2 separate regions of the Gossypium hirsutum genome follow, and region 1 is linked to region 2. Evidence: chromatin contacts called from public Hi-C data. All regions are on one chromosome and are shown on one strand. Each heading gives the region's core, a stretch centred on a gene start, on an enhancer-like site or on the middle of the called end of the contact. The rest is flanking DNA. Distances are from core to core; before and after follow the strand shown.

Region 1 (6,158 bases), core at 401-2,900, 190 kb after region 2:
CTAACTGTTCTTGGATATTATTTTTAGGAAGATTCCCTCTTTCCCATGTAAACCAATTTCCAATGAATCCCAAATCAGATAAGCTGCTGTCCTCTAATGTCTTACGAAAAACTTCCATTCGTCCTTCCTCTCTTGGTAATGGACCTTTTTTCTCAAAACTATACATAATTTCGTTAAAATCTCCACAAACCATCCATGGTAACTCCCCAGCTGTGCCTAAGTGTCGTAATAGATTCCATGCCTTTGCTCTTTCTTATGGATATAGAGACCCATAAAAACCGGTAAACATCCATTTGCACCCTTCTTCAACTTCATCAATAATCACATCAATATGTCATTTTGAAAAATTTTGAAGCTGAACATTTTTCCCTGCTCTCCAGGCCAAACATAGCCCACCTCTAAAACCATCTGAACCAACATCAATGCCATTAAGAAACCCACAACTTCTAACTTTTTCCATATGACTGCTACTAATTTTTGTCTCCATAAAGAAGACTATATGGGGATTATACAACTTCAGCATATACCGAAGTCTTCGAATTCTCTGTGGACTCCCCAATCCACGGATATTCCAACTTAAAATTTTCATTGCGATCGGTTGGCTTGCCTCTTGGCAGCCGCTGATAAATGATGACTAACCTCCACAATTCTCTTGCTCCTTTACGCCAAAACGTTAGTCTCATCTTTGGCCAAGGCATCTTCCATCTCCCTTCTATATCTCTTTTTGCCCTCCTCCCCAACAATCACCTCATCTTCAATATCATGTTCCATTGAACTATTCTCCAAATTACCACTCCAGTTCCCATTACCTTTTGCTGTGTAATATTCCCTCCCCGTCAAATTTATTCCCAAAACTGGATCAAGAAATTCCCTACTGCCCCTACTTTCCATTAGACTGCTGTCATTTGCCCCCTATTATGCCTTTCCCCAGTACTTCCTCTCCCTTGTCCCTCACTTTCTTCTCGCAACCATACACTTGTCATTGTTTGAGCTCGACGAGATTGCGCTCTAAGTGATAAATCCCACCCCATCTCTTTAGCTTCCACACCTAGCACCATCCTTGCTTCATCGAACATATGAGCATTTTCCATGGCGCATTACTTGTTTTTTCCTTTTTAATGGACGCCTTATATCAATTTTGACACGAATCCTCATGAAGTTTCTACATTCTATCCCCATATTTGATCCATCATATTCCGTAAACTCCCCTATGGAATTCCCCATTTGAATTGCCAAATTTTCCGATACAAAACCGTTTGGGACATCATGTATTTGGACCCATGAAGGTGAGTGTATTAAAGGGATCATTAAAGGATCCTCTCCCCTTTGCAATTTATGGATGATCAATAAATGATTGTTAAAAGTCCAAGGTGAACCATTTAGAACCCTTTCGAGATTCATAATGTGAAAAAAATTGAAATAAATACCTTTTCTCCCCCGGATCTCTAATTTGGACTCCCTTCAGTGGATGCCACACGTTTGCCATTGTATTTCTCATTGCTGGAAAATAGACAATGCTCGCTGTTAAAAACGTCCTACCAATTGCGAAACTTCCACTTCTCCATTCGTTTCCACATCAGATTGAATTTGGAGAATTTCGTCTTCCTCCTCCAGCGACAATCCCACAAGTTCTCCCTCCATACTAACTCAGAGCCTTAGTAGAGTACGTAACAAGAAAACCTGGATAAAGCGATACCGTCACAACAAGATCAGAACCAAAAAACCAAGAAAACCCTAAAACTGCTAGAGAGAGCAGACAGACGTGCTAACTTAGCAGACTTTTTATTTCATCTTAATTAAACTTGACAATTTAACAACTTATATATTTTTTTCATCATCAAACAACAAAAACCACAAGCTATCATCAATTGAAAATCTTAAATACATCAATAAATTCAAAAATTTTAACATGGGCTAGCTAGTATACGAAGCAATGATCTCAAAAATATAAAAATTATCAAAACCGAGCAAAAACTAACCTTGAATCATGTTTGAACCAAGGTCGAATGTTCAAAAGCTTTAAAACCCGCTTTTTCTTTTCTTGTTTCGGTGAAAGAAAGATGAACCAATGCATGTTTTTTAATGTTTTATTATGTTGACATATTTTGCTAATTTTACAAAACTAACCTTTATAATTTAATATAAAAAAAGCATATATTTTAAACCCAAAACCGTCCACTCAAATAACCAAGGGACAGATAAACACTTAAGGACTTCATAATTAATTAATCATAGCAAATAAACACTTATTAGTATGCCACTGTTGCATTTTACACAATTAAGTCCTGTTATCAAATTAACTATCCAATCGATAAAATTAAATCACGAAATTTTTACACATCTCAATTAACATGCTATAAACACTAAAAATAATATTAAAATATTTTTATGACTTTAGATTTGTGGTCCCAAAATTATTGTTCTAACTAGGGTCTAAATTGGGCTGCTACAAGTCGAATGTCCCCAAGAATACAACAACAACAACAGTGATCAAAGTAGCAACATCTCTACAACAATTGAACAAACAAAGCCTTTTTCTAACAACGAAATGTTTGAAAATACGAAGAGGAAATGGAAGATTTTTGAGAGCAACAGAGTTTCGGTTCTATCTAAGCATGAAGAATGTTGAAATTTTGGAAAAAAAATTCCACAAAATTTGCCATTAAATCAATTTGATTAAAAGATTTAATCAAATTCATTGGAATCAAATTAATAAGATAAGTATCCTTATATAAGCAGAGAGGAAAATAAATTCATGTTGGGCTAAAATTTTTGTAGGCTTATTTGGGCTCGACCGATCTAAACATTTTGCGTTGCTTATGTCGTGCGAGTGTAGCATAACCCCGTCCGGTTTGGACCTGCAACCCCCTTCCCTACGCACAAGGCAAAGTTACAAACTTAGTCATTCAATTACCTTTCAAAAAGGTTCACATATATTAACACATCAAACTCTTTGGTATTTAACCAATGAGGGATCTAAGCTTTTATTTTTCCTCAACAATATTTTTAAGTTGTTTACTTTGAGCATCAATTTCTCATTCATCTTTCAACCATTTTGAGCATATGATATACCGTTATAAAGGTATTATGGAGTAGAATATGAAACTATAATTTAATGATTCAACTCTCTATCTTTACCTATTGAAAATATGCCTCAAAGTTCCAATAAAAGCATTTTTTTCTAACAAATTATCTTTTTGAAGCTTCACTTCTCTCTCTAAAATCACATAAACCCTAAACCAAAAATGATGGAAATAATGGTGAAATACATGAAAGAAGGTTGATTTCAACAAAACTTAAGGTTAAGTGTTAAGATTCTTTAAAAATCTTTTAGGGAAAAACATAAAAAAATGATGAAAAAGAAGAGAACTTCCTTAGGAAGAAGGTTGGTTGGCCAGCAGCTAGAAAAGGCTGATGGGGTTGATTTCCATTCTTTTCTTTCCTTTAAAAATCACACAAATGTCCTCCAAGAACACATAAAATTTCAAGTCTAATATCACTAATTGAAGCCCAATTTACATATACCCTAACCCAATGGTCTCAATTCAAGTCTAATATATCCAAGTAATATTTCCATCATAAAATATTTGAGAAATGGCCAATTTACTCTTTTGTGGCAAAATTATCATTTTACTCATTTTTTATTCTTTGTATGATTCTTTTCTCAACAATATGAATTTATTAATCTCAAATCTCATAATTCACTTATAATCTTTAATATAACTCCACATATGGTGAAAATTGCATCTGTTCTCTTTTCTTGAAAAAATTAAGAAATTTAAAATTTAGTCTTTATACTTTCCAATTTTCTAATTTGGTTCCAAAAGTGATTTTCACCCTACCAATACATATTCCAACTTATCGTACCAAGTCATCACTAATAACTTTTCTCAATTTGGTCATATTACACTTTAATCCCTAAAGTTTTTAAAGTTTACAATTTAGTCCTTTTTATGTTTTCATTTCTAAAATTCTTTTCACTAATTCCTATATCCAAAATCACTTTACTTCTATAAAAAAAGTACTTTATCTGACAACTTTTCAAATTTTCGTGGAAATTCACTTATTTAAATAGTGACACATGTCCTAAATTTTTGGATGTTACAAAAAAAGTAAAAAGAAAATGTCAACTAAGCATATTAAGTTGTGGTAGGAAGTTGTGTTTGTTGAAGTGGTCCGAAAGACCCCTACAACTGCCTCGACAACATTTTTCTTTACAATTTCCCATTTTGATATTTTGGTAAAACATCAAGTTACAAAACACTTATAATTAAAGTCTAAAAGTTGAAAAGCATCAAATCCAAAATACAGAACTCCCCTAAAAAACGAACTCATAAAATTAAAAATCTTTACTATTGCATTGCTCCCCTTTTTGACAAAACCCCAAAAAAAGGAGAGTCAGGCATCTTCTTCCTCTAGATCATGAATAAATTGCAAGTTCTTCAGAATTTGAGCTGTTCTCGCACGAGCTAGAAAAGATGTGGCATCTGAGGTACGCATGCATTTTAATATCCTCAATAATTAATTAAAAGAGAAACAAAAATAACAAAGAAAAAATCTCATCAAAACAATGGAGAAGTTCATCTTTTAATCTCTATTTATCATCTTCTTTTACCATTTAAACTAACTGTTTTTCACAAGTACGAAAATTCTAATAAAATTATTTAATTCTCGCCACTAAGCTTCCTCTTGATTCTTTTTTTTTCCACGGATTTTTCCTTGAACATTTTTAAACATTGTAAGTAAAATCTAGCCCAAAAATAATCATAAGTGTATTTAAATTTAAAATTTAAAATTTCAGTTTAATGCATGTACTAATCATAAAATAAAAATTGTTATAAAGGAAAACCTTCTTCCATTAAATGGATGCATTAACTCCTAAAACTTTTTTTTAACATTGATTTTCACTTGAAATAGCAATGAGGCGAGAATTAATCCTTTGAATGGTAATGGTGAAAAAAGAAGATAAATTTAGATTAAAATTAACTTGTCTCCATTGTTTGGAAAGAAAGTGGACAGAGTTTGTCGGCAGTTAACAAATGTTAAGCTCTTAATTCATGTTTGGTAAAAAGGAAAAGGAAATACAAAAAATAAGGCATGTTGTAATCTTAAACTGTAAATTTAATTGTGAGCAATGGCTAGAAAAAACGTGTACTCCCCTTTGGAACATATATATATATAAAAAATCAATTATTATTAGACAAACTTATAGTAGTTTTAAACATCTTAGCAACCATGGTGCATTTAATGGAAACAATTTCTCAGTTAGTCCTAATACGACTTTGTTTGTTCTAATTCCCAAGATTGTTGGCCCTAAGCGTCTCTCACAATTTCGTGCCATCGTCTGTGTAATATGCTCTACAAGATAATTACAAAGATCATTGTTAATCGGTTGAAAAACATCATGGCAAAACTTATCGTCCCACTCAAGTTAGTTTTGTATCAGTTAGATCCATAACAGTTAATATAGTAGTTGCCTAAGAAATGATTCACTCGATGCGCCTAAAGAAGGGTAAAAGGGGTTGGATAGCCATCAAGGTAATTTGGAAAAAGTTTATGATAGGGTCCGTTGGGATTTTCTAGAAAAGATTTTTATGGAAGATGTGCTTCTTAGCCGCTTGATTGGAATTGTTATGTATTGTGTTACTTAGATGTGCTTCTTAGCTGCTTGATTGGAATTGTTATGTATTGTGTTACTACCAGCTCTATGCAAGTGTTTTGGAATGGTTGTTTGGCTGATGAATTGTCTCCGCCTAAGGGGATACATCAGGGAGATGTTATGAATCTTGGCGTAGGATCTAGTCATAGGTTTAGACTTGAGAGAATTCTTGCTCTGAGCTATGGATAATCAGAAAGGTAGATTCGTCCTTGACTGAACAGCTTCTAAGAATAACATTTAGAATAAAATAATTGTTTTTTTTTTCAGTATTGGCAGGCTTTTATAGACTTTTCATAACAAAGGAAGGAGTCTTGATGACATAAACTAAATATCCCTAACTTATAAGATCTTGACTACCAAAACTAAAGTTTATAAATGAAACAAAAATAAAAATCTAATATAATAGAGGAAATAAATAAATTCTAATTTGATGTCGCCTCCATTTCTATTCCTTCATTCTCTGATATTGTTTTCCAATAAAGGCATCCACATCAATACT
Region 2 (6,778 bases), core at 2,765-5,264:
CAGGCAGTAGATTGTTTTGTTCAGTTTCAGAAGTTAGTCAAAACTTAGTTCGGGAAGACTATAAAACAATTTCAGAGTGATTAGGGCGGAGAATTTTGAGCTTTCACGTCTGTTTTAGCAACTTAAGGGATTATTCATTGGTTGTCTTGTCCACATACCTCTGAGCAGAATGGGGTCGCTGAACGCAAACATCGACATATTGTGGATATGGGTATCACACTTCTGGCTCAAGCGAATCTTTCTATGGAGTATTGAGGCTATACGTTTTGCTGTGCTGTTCATCTCATCAATCGTATTCCTACTTCAGTTCTGAATGGTCAGACTCCATATAAGGCTCTTTATGGACAAGATCCCACATATGATCATTTACATATATTCAGGTGTTGTTGTCACCCATATTTACGTCTATTTTTATGTCATATGTTGGAGTTTCGCTCTCAACCTTGTACGTTCTTGGGATATAGTCCTCAACACAGAGGCTATCAATGCCTTCTGCCAGATGGTAAAATCATTGTTTCGCGTCATGTTGTGTTCGATGAGTAGCGGTTTTTGTCTTCTTCGTCTACTACAATAGGATTCATGTCTTCGTCAGAGTCTATAACAACTTTTGTTCCACTTGTTGCGAAGGTTCCTGCATCAAATTCAGATCATGGTTCCTGTTCATCACCCTCTCCCTTTGACACTCCTCTGGCTGAGGTAAGATCTAACACTGAGCAACAAAGATCTGTCTCCTTACCCACTGGTGATAGTAGTCCCGGTCCTACTGTACCGACCACTAGTACTCCATCTTTTTCACCTCCATCATCCTATCTGCCTTCAACAAATACTCATGCAATGGTTACTCGGTCTAAAGCTAGCATTTTTAAGCCCAAAGCTTTGTCTGTTAAGGTTTTTGAGCCTCGCACGATTGAGGAGGCCTTTTCTACCACAGAATGGCGTGCTACTGCTCAAGCTGAATATAATGCTGTTATTAATAATTTCACATGGGATCTTGTTCCGTTACCACCGAATCACAAGGCAATTGGGTGTAAATGGCTTTTCAAAGTCAAGAAAATTCCTGATGGCACTATTTCTCGTCGCAAGGCTCGGTTAGTTGCAAAAGGATGTTCTCAAGTACCTAAGTCTGATTTTCAGGAGACATTCAGTCTAGTGGTAAAACCTACAACTATTCGAGTCATTTTGTCCATTGCAGTCTTAAAAGGATGGCAACTTCATCAAGTAGATGTGAACAATGCTTTTTTTGAATGGCGATATTATTGACGAGGTCTTTATTTAACAACCTCGAGGGTATGTCCAATGTGATTCCAGTGGCAAACCTTTGGTCTGTCGTCTGAAGAAAGCCTTATATGGGCTTCGTCAGGCTTCGCGTGCTTGGTTTGATAAATTGAAGGCTTTTCTTCTTTCTGTTGGCTTTGTTGTATCTAAATCTGACGCGTCTTTGTTTGTTTGGGTTACCACTAGCTCCACTCTCTACGTGCTTGTGTATGTGGATGGCATTATTATTACTGGAAATGTCCCTGATTGTATAAGTAGTTTTGTTCAGCAGCTGAATGGTGAGTGTTCACTTAAATATATGGGTGATCTCCATTATTTTCTAGGGATTGAGGTTACTCGTTCTTCCAATGGGTGTCTTCATCTTTGTTAGAAAAAAAATACATTCACGATTTACTTGACAGGAGTTCTATGTTGTATGCTAAGCAGGTTATACTCCAATGGTTAGCTCATCTACTCTTTCTAAAGATGATGGCCATCGTCTGTGTGATCCTACCGAATACAGAAGTCTTGCAGATGCTTTATAGTGTGTGGTCCTAACTCGTCCTGGTATTACTTATGCGGTAAACTGTATCTGCCAGTTTATGCATACACCTGCTACTGTTCATCTGGTAGCATTAAAACGAATTCTGTGATATTTGCGTGGAACAATCGATTATGGGATTATTTTTCATCCATCTGACCGCCTTTAGTAAGTTGGATATGCAGATGCTAACTGGGGGCTAGATTTTGATGATCGACGCTCTACGACGGGCTACTGTGTGTATTTTGGTCACACACCTGTCTTCTGGTGTTCAAAGAAATATCATGTTGTTTCACGTTCTATGGTTGAGGCTGAGTATCAGAGTCTTGCTGCGGCTACCAGTGATGTCGCTTGGTTAGTCTCATTGCTACGAGAGTTACACCTTCAGAGTGTTGATCCTCCTACCATTTGGCGTGACAACTCTAGAGCAGTTGTCGTTGCAACTAATCCTGTGTTACATTCTAAATTCAAACATGTCGAGCTTGATTTGTTTTTCGTTCGCGAGAAGGTAGCCGATGGCTCTGTTATCATTGGTGAGGTTCTTGCCTGTGAATAGGTTGCCGATATTCTTACCAAACCACTTTCTGTCTCCTACTTTGATCGATTTCGGAGTCTTCTTCGGGTTTTGCCTCTCGGAAAGTTGGGTGAATGTTAAGAGTATGAATTAGAAATGTGTTAGCTAAGTTCTGTTATTGAGCTAAGTCTATTAGCTGTTAGTTTGTTACTTCAGCAGTTAAGTTGTTAGCAATGGCAGTTACTAATGTACTCTAGAAATACCATAGTGTAAAAGAAGAATAGCTGATATACAAAGAATTCATTCATACTAGATATACTTTCTAGTTTTCTATTTTCAATATTTGAGTTAGTTTTATTCTTTCATCACACAATACATTTACTCACCGAAGTGTTAACAAAAAACAACCCACCAAACAAAAATCGAAAATATCCTGCGTTGATCTCTCCCACGGATCTATTTTTCCATCCTTCTCCTTCCCTATTTCCCTCTTCATCTTCCAGTTGAAGATATGCTAATGCCACTTCCATACTCTACACAAAACCCCACTGTTGTCAAAACAGGTTTTCTAAAGAAACCACCAAATCTTAAACCAAATGCTACAGGAAGGCATACAGTAAACTTAGATGGTTAATATTCAATCATATGATACTAATAATTTTGTACATATTAGTTAATATATGTTTTATTTTTATACATTTTATTAACTAATAGAAAATTAAATGAAAAAAAATTGTGAGAGTGCCACTTGGTGTAAATATAGGGTATTAACTTGTTATATTAAATAAGAAATACTTATGATAATCATAATTATTTTTAAATTTTAATTAACCATCACTAACTCTATAAATACAAGTGTAATTTTTTTCTATATTATTGTCAAGTATATGATTTTGATTTAAGTATTTTATAAATTGACTTTATATCTTTTTCCCTTTTATATTTTTTCCAGATTGTCCAATTGTCTAATAGTAATCTATATTAGTACTTAAAACTCTTTTGTTCAAAATATATATAAAACAACACCAATATAAATTCTTTTTTTTAGGGTAAATTCTTTTATTTATTTATGCTCTTCATTGCACATGTATTGAAATAAGCAATATATACATACACATTATATACGATTACTATAGTTCCTAGAATCCTTAATTAATGTTAGATATCAAGCCATTCTATAAAACCAATGATATAACTCTATGAACCAATAGCATGTTACTGAGTCTGCTTCTAATAGCACATTTTAGTCAAAATAAATCTCTTCGTTCAACAACTTTTACACGCAATGCAAGGCGAAAGGACAAGATTGACGACAACGACTGTGCGATGGAGGAAGAATTAGTGGCGTTGTCGATTGCTGAAGGGGAGGGGAGGAGGATGCATGGTAAGTTGATTTGGAGGAGGAATTGAGGAGGGAAGGGGAAGATCTGAGCGTTGTGGGCTGTTTCTTGACTGCTAGTGTTGTTCAATTCTAGGCTATGCGTACAACTTTAGCCAATTTACAGCATCCGCTTGGGGGTGTGACCATTACAGATCTAGGGGGAAAATGATTTCTTTTTAAGTTCTATTATGAGATTGATCTAGCCAGGTTTTTAGAAGGAAGCCCTTGGATGTTTAATAACCATTTGTTGCTTTTCCACAGATTAAAGGTAGGGGAAGATTCATTGGCTGTGCCATTGTTTTGGTCAGATTTTTGATCCAAGATCTTGATCTTCCGGCGGGTTTAATTTTTGAGATGATGGCCAAACAGTTTGGGGATTTCTTAGGACAATTTTTAGAGTGTGATGCGAAATCCATAAGCAAAGGTTATCAGAGTTACATGAGGATTCAGGTAAGAATTGATGTGAAGAATACGATGAAGAGAAGGAAAAAAATTGTTTTGGGTAACAAAGGTTGCATTTATGTACGCTTTCAATATGAAAGATTATTGATGTTTTGTTTCCTGTGTGGACGATTGGGACATTCAGAAAGATTTTTCCTGGAAAGGATTGTTCATGGGAAGAAATATTTGGTGTTTGAGTGGGATCTTTCTATAAAAATGATTCCCAAACGAGCAATGATGGCGTCAAGCTGTTGTTTACGTGAGGAGAGGGAAGGGCTGTAGTTTGATGAGTTGGGGAAGTCGTTGGGAATGGGAGAAGAATAGGAGCAAATGAATATATAAGGCTTTTTTCGAAATGCTGATTTTTTGAGGCATGTGGGTGCCAATCTAGGATTGAATAGGGGGAAAAAGACGTCTGATCTAGATGGGGAAGAGAATATGGATCCATATAGGGATCTGGTGGGGGAGATTGTCCCATAAAAGTTAGGGAAGGGAAGAAACGACCTCGTAGTTCATGATTTTCTCAAGTTTCTATTGGATGGATTCGGGGAGAACTTTTGATGAACATAATTATGTTCATGTTTCTGAGATATCGGTTGGCTCTGTAGGGTAAGGTAGTCGAATGTAGTAAAAATCTTGTGTTGGAATGTCCGGGGGATGGGAACCCCCGGGTGATACGTCGCTTTCGGCACATGTTGAGGGAGACTAATCCTGAGGTGGCTTTCTTCATGGAAACTAAGTTATAAAGTTCTAAGATGGAGAAAGTTCGAAGTAGTTGGGGTTTGATAGAATGAATTGATGTGAGTAGTGAAGGTATAAGGGGGGATTATCTTTATGTTGGAAACAAGGGTGTAGGGTGGTCTTATGAAGCTTCTTATTGAACCATATTGATATGATTGTGGAAGGTGACACAGAGGCTACTAGGTGGCGATTTACTGGTTTTTATGGGCATCCAATGGAAAGTTTAAGGCATCATTCGTGGAATTTACTATGAGGCATATCAACATAGAGCTTTGAACCGTGGTTGGTTATGGGGGACTTCAATAAGATTTTGTATTCTCATGAGAAACAAGGGGGAAGCCTAAGAGATGAAAGTTGTATGGAAGCTTTTAGGTTTGCTCTTGATGATTGTGATTGCTAGATGTGGGTTATGAAGGCCAATGATTTACGTGGGAACGTGGAAAATTGACTCATAATAATATTCGGGAAAGGCTTGATAGAGGGGTGTCAACACCAGGAGAGAGAGATTTATTTCCGAGTTATAGTCTTAAGCACTGCACGCATTCAGTATCTGACCATTGCCCACTTTTACTTAATACTTGTGGTTTGGTTGAGAGACAGCAACAAAGGTACCATAATTTTAAGTTTGAGGCAACTTGGATTCTTGAGGAATCATGCGAAGAAGAGGTCCGTCGGCTTTGATTAATTCGGAGGGATTGGTGCCTGATAAGATTAAGTCAGTTGAGAGGGGTTTAATGAGGTGGGCAAAGAAGGTTAGGCAGAGTTCGCGAATGACTATGGATAGATTAAAACATCTTCTAGAAGAATTAAATAGCATATCTTCATATAATGAGATATTGGAAGAGTTAATCATCATGAAGATACAATTAAATTTGGAGATTGATAAGGGGAGAGGTATAGGGAGCAACAAGCAAGGGCTAATTGGTTGAGAAACGGTGATCAAAATATAGGTTTATTTCCATGGAATGACAACTTAGCGTAAAAAGATGAAGAGTATTAGTCGACTTGAGGATGGAGATGGACGAGTGAGGATAGGGGATGAAGGGATAGAGCAAAATATGTGTCGATACTTTTCAGAGTTATTTATTTCGTAGGGTAGATGTGATAGTAGAAGGCTCTGTTCAGGTATTCCGATTCATGTTACTGATGGCATGAATGAGTTCTTGAGTTCGAGATTTATGAAAGAGGAGGTAGTGGCGACAATTCGAAGCATGCATCTTACAAAGGCACCGGGGGAAGATGGAATGCCAGCTTTGTTCTATCAACAATTCTGGCATATGGTTGGTATTGATGTAAGTAATTATTGCCTTGATATATTGAATAATGAAGGATCTACGTCGAAGATTAATTATACTAATATAGTGCTTATTCCAAAATAGTCTAATCATGTTAGTATGACACATTTTAGACCGATTAGCCTTTGCAATGTCTTGCTTAAAATCATTACTAAAGAAATTGTTCATAGATTGCAAATGATAATGCCACATTGCATTGATGAAGCGCAAAGTGTATTTGTACCGGAGAGGTTGATTATGATTAATGTCATAGTGGCTTTTGAGTTGCTGCCTGCTTTTAAGAAGAAAAAAGGAGGTCGAAGAGGGTCTTTTGCATTAAAGTTGGATACGAGCAAGACATACGATAGAGTGGAATGACATTAACCGTCTTAAAAGATAGGATCTTTTTCACTAAAGCTTGATTACAGTTAATGTTGAAGACGGGTTTTGGGAAGGGTTGGGTCAAGCTGGTTATGAGATATGTTACGTCTGTCCAGTATTCAGTTGTGTTGAATAAGAAACTAAGAGGGCTCATCTCCCTTTCTAGAGGACTTCGACAAGGTGATTCGTTAAGTCCTTTCTTATTTCTTTTCTGTAGTGAGGGCTTGTTTGCTCTGTTACGATTAGCCTCT

The links. A called contact is a pair of places that touch in the nucleus more often than the background predicts.
Region 1: a Hi-C map of leaf shows a contact between it and region 2, with 2.2 times the contacts expected there. The contact joins two enhancer-like sites. A contact is called at or near these places in 5 of 34 Hi-C or Micro-C datasets (callus, leaf and petal).

The regions. Positions count from the first base shown.
Region 1 is chrD04:40,715,666-40,721,823 of Gossypium_hirsutum_v2.1, forward strand. All of the region lies in intron 4 of LOC107899494 (a long non-coding RNA gene), which reads left to right. Among protein-coding and RNA genes, the nearest start is that of LOC107899494, 6.6 kb to the left of the region's middle. Within about 2 kb of position 1,651, at least 5 of the 9 cell types and tissues checked have an H3K27ac peak or open chromatin away from gene starts, as enhancers often do.
Region 2 is chrD04:40,525,182-40,531,959 of Gossypium_hirsutum_v2.1, forward strand. No RefSeq gene overlaps it. Among protein-coding and RNA genes, the nearest start is that of LOC107898447, 6.7 kb to the right of the region's middle. Within about 2 kb of position 4,015, at least 6 of the 9 cell types and tissues checked have an H3K27ac peak or open chromatin away from gene starts, as enhancers often do.